Linked DNA regions of Sus scrofa: region 2 is linked to region 1. The links are chromatin contacts, called in public Hi-C maps. All regions are on one chromosome and are shown on one strand. The core of a region is the stretch at or near the end of the contact, and the rest is flanking DNA. Distances in the headings are between cores, read along the strand shown.

Region 1 (4,835 bases), core at 2,334-4,833:
TTGCGCTGCATCTGTGACTTACAACCACTGCCTGTGGCAATGCTGGATCCTTAACCCACTGAATGAGGCCAGGGATCGAGGCTGCATCCTCATGGATACTAGTCTGGTTCTTAACCCACTGAGCCACCTCGGGAACTCCAAAATTGTTTTTTATATTACTGGGATTGCTGTATTACTCTAGTAATATATGTTCCTTGCAGAATAGGAAAAAAAAAAAAAAAAAAGCCCAGGAGTTCCCGTCGTGGCGCAGTGGAAACGAATCTGACTAGGAACCATGAGGTTATGGGTTCGACCCTGGCCTTGCTCAGTGGGTTAAAGATCTGGCCTTGCTGTGAGCTGTGGTGTAGGACAGTGGCTACAGCTCCAATTAGACCCCTAGCCTGACAAGCTCCACATGCTGCGGGAGCAGCCCTAGAAAAGGAAAAAAAAAAAAAAAAAGCCCAAAATATCAAATTAAAGTCATCCATAATTTCAACCTTCTTAGGCTGTAACCATACTTGTTGATATGTACTTTTCTGGACTCTGATTTGCACGCTGCATGCATTGTGTGTGGGAGTGTGGCATGTGTGCACAGGGTTTTTTTTTTTTTGGTCTTTTTTTTTTTTTTGTCTTTTTTTTTGCTATTTCTTAGGCCGCTCCCGCAGCATATGGAGATTCCCAGGCTAGGGGTCCAATCGGAGCTGTAGCCACCGGCCTACGCCGGAGCCACAGCCACGCGTGATCCGAGCCGCGTCTGCAACCTACACCACAGCTCACGGTAACGCCGGATCGTTAACCCACTGAGCAAGGGCAGGGACCGAACCCGCAACCTCATGGTTCCTAGTCGGATTCGTTAACCACTGCGCCACGACAGGAACTCCTGTGCACAGGTTTTAACATCAGTCCGCTGTACGTGTTTGATAAGTTATTTTTTTCTGTTAATTCCTTATTGTAGACTGGAGTTCCCATCGTGGCGCAGTGGTTGACGAATCTGACTAGGAACCATGAGGTTGTGGGTTCGATCCCTACCCTTGCTCAGTGGGTTAACGATCCGGCGTTGCTGTGAGCTGTGGCGTAGGTCACAGACGCGGCTCGGATCCTGTGTTGCTGCGGCTCTGGTGTAGGCCAGTGGCTACAGTTCCGATTCGACCCCTAGCCTGGGAACCTCCATATTCTGCAGGAGCAGCCCTAGAAAATGCAAAAAGACAAAAAAAAAAATTCCTTATTGTAGACTCTTATTATATGTCTATGTCATTTTAATGGATATACATTAATTCCGTATATGGAGAGGTTTAATTAAACCTCTGTATGTGGGATATTTAGCTTCCATTTTTTTTTTTTTTTTGCAAGTCTATAATAAACATTTCTCACAGTAGACTCTTTGCAAGGAGTCTCTACATGTTTACCTTTCGGAACGTTCCTCTGGGTCAAAGCCAACTTGGATTCTTAGTCCATTTAGTACCATGGTCTGGGTGGCTTGTAAACAACACACATGTAGTTCTCACAGTTCCAGAGGCCAAAAGTCTGAGATGAGAGTGCCAGCATGGTGGCTCTGCTGAGCCCCTTTTCGGGTTACAAATAGCCAACTTCTCCTTGGATCCTCCCATGGCGGAGAACAGAGGGCAGAGAGCTCTTTCAAGACTATTCTATGGGCACTAGCCCCATCATGAACACTCCACCCCCATGACCTCATCTAATCCTAATTATTTGCCAAATGGCTCCACTTCCTCATATCCTCATGCTGCAGGGCAGGCTTTCAATATATGAATCGGGGGCCACGCAACCAGTCAGTTCATAACTGGGTAACCCAGGACTAGAGACAGATTCATAGAAGCACAGATTCTCTTCAGGACGAAACTCAGTGCTCTTCGTTTGCTGAGATAAGTTAACTCATAAGTTAATCATAATAGAACCGAATTCAACTTTCCTTCCTGTCTTGTCCATCCCTGTCAATCTATGAATGATTGAGCAGCTCCAGGGACGGCTATTCACGAGGTTGCTACAGCTTCTTATGACCCACAAAGGGTCTCACATACATTATTTTATTTTAGCCCCAGAATAACCTATGGAGTAGAACTGATATTTTTATTATCATTTTTTTTCAGATGCTATGGCTGAACACAGAGGAGAGAAGCGACTTGTAATTTATGCTGCTGGTACATAGTGGAGTCTTGGTCTCTGAATTCAGATAGGTGGGGAGGGTGGGGGGTGTGTGAGGGATGGAAGTAGAGGTTTTTTGTTCTCAAAGCCCAGCTGCCTGTTCATTGTTTTCTGCTGAATCCAAGTCATTCGTACATGCATTCTGCCTTCCTTGTTCTAATTCTTGTCTCCAGAAGGAGCGAATTCTATTCTTTCATTCACCAGCTAGTCCTCCCTGAATGTCTTGGAGGAGGTAAGACAAGCAACAGAGAGAAAAGGGGATATGAATGGAGGCCAGGGATCCAGCAGGAAGTACTGGCCCTTGGGACCAGCCCAGGGGGCTGCTTGGGTGGGAGGTGAGGCTGCACAGGGAGGGAGGAGAGACAGGAGGGTGAGGAGCCTCCTGAAATACACCTGCCCCCCCACCCTCCACCCGCGCCCCGCCCCGACTGTCAATACTGGGTTGGTGCCTCTTTCTGACTTTGGGCCAGACATGGATCACTGTGATAAGTGTACTTTCATGTCATATGCTCATTAGAATATCACAAAAATGAGCGCACAAGTGTAGGTGACTATGAGAAGTCAATCTAGTCCTGTTTATATTTTCCCTTTTATTTTGAATGTTTTGCTTGATTTCCTTTCATTTTGAAGTTGCTTGTCGGATATCGCAGAGATTACATTTGCCTGATGATCTCAGCCAGAAAGCGATCACGGAAGCACCATTCATCAGGGACACCAAGCATTTGCTCTTAGGAGCACGCTGTTTGCAGAGGGCAAAGCCAAGAGCCGCCTAAGCGCGGAGAAATGCAGAACTGGTTTCTTTGACTAGAAGGACGAGTGGAGAGAGCGCCCTCTTGTGGAACTTGACTCATTGTCTAATCTGCCTGGCAACGGGCTATCTTTTGCAGCTCTTTAAGCCAATGGCTATTTTCTTTCCGTGAATTTGAGGATATTCTTAGAAGATTCTGAGTAAAATTCCCGGCGTCATTTAATATCCACCAAGAATTGATGATTTCAGATCAATGTGCAATGCAAAAGACAGCATTACCTATTTATTTTAGAGCACCAGATTAACTGTGAATTGTCTTTCAAGCTGGTGTGTTAGATAATTATATTTCAGTGCAAAGCCTTACAAAATAGGGTTTTGCAATTAGTTTTTAAAAACTACCTTTCCCACCTGGGTAGGAATTAAGCAAAGCCCAGGCAGTTTGGAGCTATTTTTAGTCCTGATTAATTATTAGGCCAAGATAATTCCAAGTTCAGCTGCTTATTCCGAGGAGACCTGACAGCTGGACTCTCAGGACAGCCTGGGGTCAGAGCGGACATTGTAACACAATGGTGCCCTCCCCACCTCTGGGGAGAGTGTGGGGGTGGCACTTTCGATGACACTGGTATCAGCTTTGCCAGCCTGGAGTTAGTGAGCGGAGGAGAAACTGCTGATTCAGGGGCCTGCAGACATGGCTGTTCTTGCTGCAGTGAAAATAGGTCACTAATGACATGTGGCAATAAGCCAAAAAAAGGCGGCCAGGAGCTCTGAAACGGCTGCTGGTGGCAAGATCCATTTTGCTAGGACTTCAGAAAGCAAGCAATGTGCTTGAATTGGTTTAGAACTACGGCAGGGTTGCAGAACTCACATGCCCGGATGGTGATCTCTCCTCCTTGCCTTGACTTTCTTAAACATTCAAGTTTTTATTGTTTCAGTTTATCCCATTTCCATTCTCACGCACTGAAATAACTCTGGGGCTCCTGCTTCTTAGCTGAACAGCCAAGCTGCTATGATTCTTTTTTTTTTTTTTTTTTCCTCCAAGGGTAGAGAGCAGGATGGAGAGAGAGAGGACATGATCTCTTTGATTCCTTATATGCTGACACTGAAATGATTCTGGGCAGTCTAGTCCATGCCACGCCCATCTTCGTGAAACCATCCATCTCTGTGATTTTAAGGAGAAGTGTCTGGTGGGGCCATTACATGATAAAATAGTATTTCACTTCATATTGGAATGGACTGATGTTTCCTGTGACTCCAAGTAGTTCCCTAAGCAGAAGAGGGGCATTGTGGAGAGGAAGGCAGGGCCCAGATTCCTGGCTCTGCCTCCTAAGTTTTGATTTCATAGATCAGGAAGAGGGGCCCAAGATTGTACAGTTGTAAGCCTGCAGGTGACTACATTTCAAGAAGGTCCACAGTGGCTTCATCACTGCCCTCACCTAAGAGATTTCCATGTCCTAGAGCTTCTTCCACTAGACTGTGAGCAGCAAAGGAGTAGGGACCACATCTCTTCATCTTTGAGTCTCCAGACTCCAGAGTCATGCCCAATACAACTACTAGTTAAATGGTTGTTGAATGAATGAATGAATCCTATTGGCTGATCTGCTTAAAACAGAAGTGGGTTTTCTAAAGGCTTGGGATTATCTTAAAAGGGATATTGGTTGCACTGAACGTAAATGATGGATTGTAAATCACTGGAATTAATATTAAAAACACAATGGAAGAAGGAGAAATCAGACAGTGTCCTCTTCCCAGGCCTTTCCAGGTTGAAGAAGAAGAGCTGGATTCGGGGAAGAGGCTGAGCAGAGGAAAGGTGGGCCCATGACATTTCACAAGTGTTTTACCCATAATTTGAAGTCTGGGGCAGAGTATTAAGCAGGTGATCTGGAGGCTCCCCTCTGGAGCTCCCCTCTTCCTCCCATGCATTGAACCTCACAGGGCAGAGTAGGAAATG
Region 2 (4,494 bases), core at 1,240-3,739, 73 kb after region 1:
AATTTATATGCTTTGGGGTTGCCTGGGTATTAAAAAAAAAAATACACACGCATTTGTGTGTGTGTTGTAATCCGATTAGCTTTAGGCATTTAAAGAGTGCAGCTGGCTTGGGTAGGAATTCCCACCACGCTCTCCGAGGTAAGTATTAAGGAGGGCTGGGCAGACAGCACTGGAAGCCCAGCCAAGGAAGGTCTGGTACTGGTGTGACGCAATGACTAAGTCTCGGGAAGAGGGCCAGAAGGAAGGCAGAGGTGGCCCAAAGGGGTGCTAGAGAGACAAGAAAGCCGTTTGAGGCTGATTTCCCCATTTGCCAGGGGTGGGCCATGGAGAGGAGCCAATGGAGACGAATGAGGGGGAGCTGGTGACCACCTTCACCGCTGCACAGACGGTTCTTGGAACTCACCAGTACTACGGAGAATTCCAGTTCCCAGAAAGGTGTTTTAAGAGAGAGTCGTGCCCTGTAAATCACATCTGTTGAAGCTACCAGGGGGTATTTAGGGATCTGAAGCACAATTTGCAGGAATCTATTGAAAACAGGGGGCTTGGGCTGGAGTCAGCCTACATTCCTTGCAAGTAATGTTCTCGCCCTGGAGGGGCTGCTCCCCGTGGAGACACAGGCTTTAAAATGATGAAATTTCTGTTGCTTAAGGACAAATTGAAACATTTTAAGATAGAAAAAAAGGCAGTCATAATTTTATCACCGAAATGTAACGATTATTATTTCAAATGTTCCTTTATGTTGTTGTTTTTCCTGGGCATCATTTTTTCAACACAATGTTGATCATAACAATATTATAGCCTGCTCTTTCACTTAACACAGTGTTTATTCCTTGCATCAATTTATTTCCTTCCTAATAATTATACTAGCAGTGGCCAGTTATTACTGGGTTTCTGAAAACTGAATAATCTGTGAACTCATTCTATGGAGAATAAACATTTGCCTGAACATCCACTGCAACTAGGAATTGTTTCTTAGGTTTACTTATTTAAATATATAAAGCCTAAAACCAGGGATAAACTTCTTTACCACTTGCAAACAACCATGAAGTCTAAACGATTTTATGTGTTAGAAACAAAACTCCAAAATAAATAAATTTCAAGACAATAATATTAATAAACATGACAAGCACTGTTTTGTGAGTTGATTGTTGTTCACGATGGAAGCACGAGGCCCTCTTGGTGCTATAGGACCAGGGCTGTGGGACCGCTTAGTCCTCCACCAGTTTTCTCTGTTCTGAACCCTTTGAATATTCATGCACACAACCCACAGGCATCATGGGCCTTCATCTGCAATGGATGCTTCCTTTATATAACTCTAATTTTCTTCTATCCTCTCTAGCTCTTGACAATTCAAGTAATACCACCTGTTGCCGTGTGATTGTACACGTAGATTCCAAGTTGGGGTCTAAAATAAATCCAAATGGGTCTTTGGCATCCTACATATGGCTATATTGACTTCCAATTACAATTGACAGGTAAACACAAATGTAAAATTGTTTCATAGGGAATTCCACATCCAGAGGATTCATCATCAGACCTAGCATGTTGACAAACAGTGTTTATTGATTTCCTCTCTTATGCCAAGTGGCTTATCTAAAACCACTCACTCACCCTAACAACATTTAATTCCCATTTCACAGATGAGGTCATTGAGGTTTTTAAGGGTTATGAAAATTGAAGCACATGAAGCTGTCACGTAGAGGAGCTATTAATCTTTTTTTTTTTTTTTGGCCATGCCTACAGCATGAGAAAGTTCCTGGGTCAGGAATCGAACCTGTGCCATATCAGTGACAACCACAGATCCTTGACCTCTAGGGCCCTGTCAGAAAACTCTGGAGGAGCTTAATTCTAACCTCCATCTCTGTCATTCACAATCCATTCCCTGGACCATGATCTCACATGACCTCCCACAATCTTTTATAAAATATTCTTTTCACCTCTGGGGTTTAGCATGTTTATACCACCAGGGACTAGGGCTAGAGAGAAATGATTGTTTCTTTTAGAGAAAATGTAGCATGTGTCATTTGTGGTATATTTATTTAGCTCTAAAACCAACCTGACAACGATGGACACTTTAAGATATCTCAGTAGACTTGGCAGTAGCTTTGGTGGTTGGCAGTAGCCTGCCAGCTATTAAATGGTTCTGAATATATGAAAACTTGTAATTTCCTTCTCGAAAGGGCTTTGCCAAAGAGACTAAGCCACGTGGCACAATCCTTGAACACACATTGGCATATGTGGGAGCTCTGTTTATGCAAATGGATTCTTGGAACCCATCAGGCTAGCTTGGTATTTCATCTTTTGGCCCAATATTATACACTGGCAGAGATAACACTACCCCTGCCATGCACCAAAGTTCAGAATAATAAATCAGCCACACTGTAATTATATTGGGAGAGCCAGCTTTCTTCTCTCAGTGAGCAGATTGATGTATCTGTTTAGACTGGATGTCTTGGGGCTCTCTGGGAACCTGGGCTGCCGTCCCAATGCCCGGGGTAGGCACTGCCCCAGATCTGTGTGTATAGAGGTGAGTTCCCACTGTGCAGGTCTGTTGGGACCAAACTGGTTTCTCAACCTGTTTGGCTTCTCTGCAAGGTCCACAGCTGTCAAAAGCTAAACAAAATAAAGGACTGGGGATGGCAGAAAGGCCAAAGCTCATCCACCAGACTGCGCCAGCAGAAGGCGGAAAGCCTTCCTGAACTGTTTGATCCTAGGTGGTTATTAACTTAGCATCTGAGGACAGTCTCAGACAGGAGAGGTTGGACCAGGTAATGCTCTTGCCTGAATTCATGCCATTCCTTCAGCAGTTGGCACCAATGACTGGAAATAAACAAGACATATGGGAAGACTATTGCACACTGGGGCGGGGGAGGGGGTCACCCAGCCCTCGTTCTGCCTTGGTTTGCAGCATGTAGGAAATGATCATATTAACATACTGATGAGGGCATTGGTAGCTGAAAGGAGGAGGCGTATACCTAAATGCTGCTGTAAAAATGTGCAGGTCAGTCGCATTAGAATTCACATGTGTCCTTCCACTGTACCACCAAGCTTGATCAATGTCTTATCAGTACATTTGAAGACTTTTGCCCATGAGCGAGAAAGATGCCCCCATGGATATGTCGCCTGCCTGATTCCCCAGTGGCTTAATTTGGCCCTGCATGGTGTCTGACTCATTTGTCTTCCCTACATTAAATTAGATGGTTCATCCTCTGAGATCACATTGCCTGTTTTGTCTTCATGGCTGTATCTCTTTGCTTTTGTGGTTTTCTCTGCTGGGAACCCCTCACTCTGGCTCTTCACATGTCTGGGCCTTTTCAGTGCTAAGGCCTGGCTTCAGATTTTCCCTTCTCCCTTTTCCTTTCCTCACCTCCCTGCACTCCTAGCCACTCTCTATCATTATAAGCTCCAAACCCAATAAACATAAATATCATGATCCTAAAAATAGGTTTTAAATGTGTGCCATATAGCATACACGGGAGCCACTAGGTTTAGAATGTCCTGTCCTTGGGGAAGTGGGTACACAGCCTCATTCTTGGTTCCTGACTCTCTAGAGAAAGCTCTATATCAAACTGGAGGTTAAATCCTGGAGTGACACTTAAACTGTAAGAAGTGAATATTTTTCTCTCTAAGCTGTCATAGCCATTGAAAGATTGATCAAATGGCTGGAGGATGGAGGGTGATAATAGTGTTTAAGAATCTGGGTGGGTTTTAAAACTTGAGTATGTTTAAATGTATTATTATTCCTGGAGATTTACCTGATGTATTTTGGTTGACTGATCTGTTTAAATGGATACATTTCAAATCAGTATAATACATGTGTGTATACTCGGTTTTTAAAATCAATAACACTTAGTTCGCATGTGCATTTGGAAAGTTCTTGAGAGTCTTGGAGACGTAGAAGGCTTGACAACTTTTTAAAAGGATTTCACTCTTATCCTCCAGTTTTATTTCGAAACACCAGAGAAGAAGGCAGAGCTGGAATCAAGTATTTCCTCCAGCCTGGTTGACTCCCGGATCATCATTCTGGACTCTGTGGCTTTCTTCCTACCTCTGTGGCTGCTCTCAGATCCCCTTAGCTGGTTCCTCTTCATCTTCCAACCTTGAAACGTTGGTGCAATCCAGGACTCACACTTTGGTTATCTTCCTTCCTCTACACTCATCTCCCTGATGGCCTCATTCAAACCCTTGACTTGAAGTATCATGTTTGTGCTAATGATGCGCCAATGTCTATTTCCAGCTCTGTTCTATCTCTTTAGCTCAAGGCTGTTTTTCTCTTTGACATCTCTGTTTGGTCATCTTATGGGTATTTTAAACTCACGTGCCCCACACGGGGACATCCTAAGTTGCTCTCCTCAGCTTTCCCCACCTCAGCTAAAGACCACCACATGCTTCTAGTTGCCAAAGACTGGGGGCCTTCCCTGAGGCCTCTCTGACAGTCCCCATCTGATGGGTCACAGATCCTGTTGCCCTCTGACAATCCCTATCTGATCTTTC

Evidence for each region. Hi-C and Micro-C count contacts between places; a contact is called where the count stands out from the background.
Region 2: a Hi-C map of liver shows a contact between it and region 1, with 6 times the contacts expected there. The contact joins two enhancer-like sites. A contact is called at or near these places in 1 of 5 promoter capture datasets (liver), 5 of 47 Hi-C or Micro-C datasets (fetal heart ventricle, liver and skeletal muscle) and 1 of 2 datasets of contacts at active chromatin or transcription factors (skeletal muscle).

Annotation. Positions count from the first base shown.
Region 1 is chr5:31,869,413-31,874,247 of Sscrofa11.1, forward strand. No RefSeq gene overlaps it. Among named protein-coding and RNA genes, the nearest start is that of DYRK2, 180 kb to the right of the region's middle. Within about 2 kb of position 3,584, at least 9 of the 83 cell types and tissues checked have an H3K27ac peak or open chromatin away from gene starts, as enhancers often do. A contact at or near this core is called in liver, where this site is marked.
Region 2 is chr5:31,943,077-31,947,570 of Sscrofa11.1, forward strand. No RefSeq gene overlaps it. Among named protein-coding and RNA genes, the nearest start is that of DYRK2, 100 kb to the right of the region's middle. Within about 2 kb of position 2,490, at least 9 of the 83 cell types and tissues checked have an H3K27ac peak or open chromatin away from gene starts, as enhancers often do. A contact at or near this core is called in liver, where this site is marked.